Regions from separate parts of the Sus scrofa genome. Here region 2 is linked to region 1. The links are chromatin contacts, called in public Hi-C maps. All regions are on one chromosome and are shown on one strand. Each heading gives the region's core, a stretch centred on a gene start, on an enhancer-like site or on the middle of the called end of the contact. The rest is flanking DNA. Distances are from core to core; before and after follow the strand shown.

What was found. Hi-C and Micro-C count contacts between places; a contact is called where the count stands out from the background.
Region 2: a contact with region 1 is called in a Hi-C map of heart right ventricle, with 5 times the contacts expected there. The contact joins two enhancer-like sites. A contact is called at or near these places in 2 of 47 Hi-C or Micro-C datasets (heart right ventricle and liver).

The regions. Positions count from the first base shown.
Region 1 is chr3:112,611,243-112,613,847 of Sscrofa11.1, forward strand. DRC1 (dynein regulatory complex protein 1) reads right to left here. Exons shown (of 16, transcript XM_021087730.1): 2 at 602-689. Among named protein-coding and RNA genes, the nearest start is that of DRC1, 9.1 kb to the right of the region's middle. Within about 2 kb of position 1,294, at least 7 of the 83 cell types and tissues checked have an H3K27ac peak or open chromatin away from gene starts, as enhancers often do.
Region 2 is chr3:112,695,576-112,698,180 of Sscrofa11.1, forward strand. It overlaps ADGRF3 (adhesion G-protein coupled receptor F3), which reads left to right. Exons shown (of 13, transcript XM_021087733.1): 2 at 381-441; 3 at 836-976; 4 at 1,437-1,610; 5 at 2,108-2,326. Among named protein-coding and RNA genes, the nearest start is that of ADGRF3, 3.7 kb to the left of the region's middle. Within about 2 kb of position 1,291, at least 6 of the 83 cell types and tissues checked have an H3K27ac peak or open chromatin away from gene starts, as enhancers often do.

The DNA of each region.
Region 1 (2,605 bases), core at 44-2,543:
GATTATAGACCAAAATGCAAACAGTAGAACCATGAAGTGTCTAGAAGGAAACAGAAGTCTATCTTAGAGCAGACCAAAAGTAAACTTAGGAGTTTGTAGACCAAAAGTAATCAGGAAACAAAAAGAATTGCCATTTGAAAAAAATGATTGCTAAGGTGCAGGGCCAAGGGCAGGGGGCCCTCCTGCCAGGTCTTAGGGCAGAGCTGGTATTTAATACCATGACATTGAGAAAGGAAACATTTTCTTTTCTTTTTTTTTTTTTTTTTGTCTTTTTGCTATTTCTTTGGGCCACTCCCGCGGCATATGGAGGTTCCCAGGCTAGGGGTCGAATCGGAGCTGTAGCTGACGGCCTATGTCAGAGCCACAGCAACGTAGGATTCAAGCCTCATCCTCGCCCTACACCACAGCTCACGGCAACGTCAGATCCTTTACCCCCTGAGCAAGGGCAGGGATCGAACCCGCAACCTCACGGTTCCTAGTCGGATTCGGATTTTTAACCGGTTTTAAAGTCTGAGAAGGTGGCCTGAGGAGGGGAGGGAGGGAGGGGCTTGGCTTTGCAGGAGATCAAAGGCCCGGGACCCAGTAACTCCCCAGCTCCTACCAGTCTGCTTTCTTCTTTCTGTTTGTAGCTCTTGCTTTGATCTTCCTCGGCCTCCTTCTTCCCATCTAAATATTCCCCCAGGGCTTCCCTGTAATGGAAACAAAGTAAAGGAAGTGACATTAGTTCGAGGACTTCAATTCTCTATTTTAAAATTCCACGGTACATCCCAGCATATATAAAAATATTTTCCATCTGGATAAAAATGTGACTACTAAAAAACACAGTCTTAAAAAACAAACATTAAACATAGGAGAGAACACCTATTAAAATAAGATCAAAATTAGAAGAAAAAAAAAAAAGATTGAAAGATTTGACTTCCTAAAATATAAACCTTTTCTCACTGAAAGTCAAGGGATAAACTGCTAAAAGATATATTTGACAGAATTTTGCTAAAAAATAGAATGAGCTCCTTCAAATCAATACTAAAAAAAAAAAAAAAAGAAAAAGAAAAGAAAAAGAAAAGGCAAAATGCCAAATAGGAAAGTTGGCAATGGATGCCAATGGGGTGGGAACGCGAAGGGTCACGACCTGTCCAAAAGGCAACTTGGCAAAACTTATCAAAAACCTACAAGGGCCTCTCCTCCAACCCAGCCTTCAGGAATTTTCTACAGAAAGCTTTCACAAGGGCACAAAGACCTGGACGCAAGGACGGTTACTGCAGCCCGGACTCCACTAGGAGGAACATGGGACCATTTGCCGACGTATTCACAGCTGCCCGTTTAAATATCTTACCAGGCAACAACACAAGAAAATATTTTGCAGGCTATAAAAAGAATCAGTCATTCTTTCTGATATCTAGCAGCACGGAAAGATCTCCACAATATGTCAGTAAAAAGAGCCAGCTGTGGAACAGTATGTAAAGCATAATATAAATTTTCTTCTTAAAATAGGCTTATATACACCTAGGAAAACATTTTTGGAAAGATTTAGGACCGATGGAAGACAGTGATTAAGGAAAGCGAACTTTACTGAAGACTTATATTTTCTATTTTTCTATGGCATGGATTTTAAAAATACCCCTGTGTGTGTGAGTGTGTGCGTGAATCAGAAAATCAGAACAAAGAGGAGGGGGGAAGATAAGGTCCCAGAGGCTGGATTTCTTTGGAGGCGGCATCGGAGAGGGACCCCACCAACGCCCACACCACCACCCCACGGAGAGCCGCTCTTCTCTGGCCCGCAGTGGCCACGAGGATTCCCAGTTCTGCCTTGAGAAAAATGAAAGCATCACTTTATCCACCTGCTAACAGGCAGATCCCTTTATCTCACGCGTTCTTGACGTTTTTAAGGGGAGATGGGCTGACTTGCATCTCCCCTCCCTTTGTTCCAAGTTCAGCACAGCTCCACACAGCACGACACCACTTTTGCGATCTGGGATTGAGTCAGCAACCCCCACTCCCAATCTAACGAAGACTTTTTTTTTCTTCTTGTCATTTCATTCGTTTCTCTACTCCTACCAAACCTACTCATTGCCCTTACTAGAAAACAATTTGTTTCATTCTATTCAGGGCTGGGCTTCAGAGGTCACCAGGTTAGTGGTGGTCTTATGACCACGCAAAATGCATTCTTCTGACTCCCTACGCTGACTACCAATTAATTGCCAACCCTGTCTAACGAATCCTTCCACCTACTTCCTGGAGCAAAGACCAGGGCTTTAGAAAGAAAAAGAACGATGCTACACACTCTTCTTATCTGGTTTCACCTTGAATCCCACTGCCGCCTTTTTCTTGTTTCTGCCAGCCTGGCACTGCACTGCCCGGGATGGTGGCCCCTCGCCACACTGATGATTAAACCCTTGCAATGTGGCTGAGCCCTACTGAAACGAGCTACGGGTGTCAAATAGGAACTGGATGGCACCACTTTCAGCAAAAACTGCAAAACATCTCGAGATGATTTATACTGAGTACAGATTAAACTATGCTCATCTAGTGAGTGAAATCACAAAATTTAATTTCGCCTGTTGTGTTTACGTTTTTAACATTTACACAAAAATAATAATTTACATCC
Region 2 (2,605 bases), core at 41-2,540, 84 kb after region 1:
CCACTCTGCCCAGCCCTCCCACCGGAGCTCCAGACACAGCCATTTCAATGAGCCTAGAGGCCCAGGGACAGGCAGGTTCAGGAAGGAATCAAGCAAAGCATGTTGACTCTCCGGGGTGTGCCTGGTTCCTGGGTCCACGTGGGATTTGCAGGCCCTGGAGGGATCCCTGGTGCTGCAGCCCCGCACCTTCTACCAGAAGCCTGCTTCCCCCTCCTGCTGTGCCCGCTCGATTCCAGGCAAGAAGAGGAGCTTCAGGGAAACCGAGTCAGACCAGATGAGCCAGGCTGGCCCCTGGTGGTTTGGGGAAGAAGGCGTCCTTGGGAGAAACGTGGGGTCAGCCCTCCTCAGAGACTACCCCTCACCCCCGTGCTCTATTCCAGGGACAGAGCCAGGCTGGAGGGGAATCTGGGCAGCCACTGGACCAAGAAAGTGGAGCAGGTGGTGAGCAGCTGGACAGCGGGGGGCGGGAGGAGACGGGACCGAGGCAGAGAGAAAAGCCTGGAGGAAGCACAGCATATGGGGACCTCGGGGTTCAGAGAGAGACTGGGGCTGGCGCTGGTCACTCAGGTCAGGTCCGTACCCACTTCTCTAGCTGTGAGGCCTTAAGAAAATCATCCTGGAGAGTTCTGTCCATGGCAGGGGGGTGGTCGGGAGGGTGGCATGAAACGGTGGTGTGTGTGAAGGCACCGTGGCCGGGTGAGCAGTTACCTGTCTGTGCCTGGATGTGCTTTGGGAGGTGGGAAGTGCTTCTGGTTCCCAGCGGTGATCAGCTCAGAGTGGGGCCCCGAGGGGGCTGGCGGCCTCTCCCCTCCAGCTCTCCCCCCTGCTCCTGCAGAATCAGCCCTGCTCTCAGTCTATGCACAGCTGGACTTCGCACATGAGACCTGGCCAGCAGCGCTCTCGGGACCCCTGACTCTCCCCGCTGCCTCGGGGTCCTTTGCCCCCGTAACGCTCACTGGCCTCAGCCTCACCACAGGTAGGGGGGAAACTCTGCTGTCCCCTGCTTCTCAGGGGCCCTCGCTGCAGAGTGCAGGGAGCCCTGCCCTCCCACAGCCCCCTGGTCTGAGATTCTGCGAGCCCCTCCCTATCTCGAAGTGGTGGTGGGGGTCGGTGTGGCCCAGCTCCTTCCCCATCTCCCATCAGATAGACCTTCCCGTCCTGCTCCATGTCTTCTAAACTTTGGCAGAGGCCCAACAGGCCGATGACAGGGGGCGTGGACTTCAGCGCTGGCGCCCCTGATGCCTTAGCCCAGCACGCGCTCCGCGGCTTGGAACCCTGGCTGAGAAGGTGGTGCCTGATGCGGGGTTGTGACTGAGGTGCCTGTGACCTTGGGATTGTGCCAAGCACTCAGCCCTCGGGCTTTGCAGGCATAAGGTAGTTGCTGGAATTTTCCAGACAGTCCACCCACTTCTCACTCCCCTTCCCCCCTGTCACAGAGTGTAAGGTCAACCAGGATGGGTGTAGCTATTGTGCCTGCCTGTCTGGGTACCAGTGGAACGCCAGTGTCTGCTCCCATCACGATCCCTGCCAAACCCACCTCAAGCACCAGCCTTGTGGCTGCCTTGTCTTCAGCCCCATGGAAGCCGGGTACTGCCAGCTGCTGCCACCTGGTGAGGAGGGTTGGGATCATGGAAACCAATGGCCCAGAGTCAAAGAAACCCTCTCTGTTTTGCTTTTTTTTTTTTTTTCCCCTCTCTGACCCCTGTGTCTCTGCCCAGGGGTCCCAGCCCAGCGGCACAACTCCAGGTGGGAGAAAATACCAGCCATCACAGGGGATCACAGGCCCTGAACTTGGGACAGGGGGACTGAGACAAGGAAGAGGGCCCCAGAGACAGGAGGACAAGGAGAGGAAGGTCCCTCCTGTGGCCCAGGGAAGCGAGCAGTCCCAGGTCCAAACTTCCCCAGCTGGTTCCCACTGACCGATAGCATCTTCCAGGCTGGATGGCTGCTGCCACACTCCTCCAGGGACAAAACAGAACGAGAAATGTTAGCAGGGGAGGGTGTGAGGAGGAATAGGCTTCAGAAGATGGGGCAGGAGAGACAGCTTGGCCACACCAAAGGCCACAAGTTCCTGCTCCAGCGGCCCCCTGTCCCCTGTCTCCTGCAGTCCCCGCCACTCTGAGCCTCAACTCCTGGCTGCAGATGCCTGGCAGCACCCTGAACCTGACCCTCCTCACAAGCCAGGAGACCACCAACATGAACTGGTTCCTGTGGCGCACAGGGAGCCCAAGCCCTGTCCTCCTGTGGGCAGGGACACGTGTGTCCCTGACCTCCAGCCCGGGCCGGGCTGTCCTCAGCATCATGAACATCTCCCATAAATGGGCAGGTAGCCCACCTGTCCCTCCCTCCTCTTCTCTTGTCTCCGCTCTCCTGCCCTTCTTCTTCCCCTCTTTCCCCCCCGCTCCCCTCCGTCTCCTCCTCCTCCCTCTCTTCTTCCTTCTTTTCTCTTTCTTTCCCTTCTCCCCATTTATTCATTCTGGGGAAGCTAAGTCTAAGAGGCCCACTGATGGGAGTTGTAATGAGAGACCGCTGAAAACGTGGTCTCGATGCCTACCGAGGACGGATGCCTGCCTTTCTTCACGCTGCTGAAATGGTAGGGGCAGGA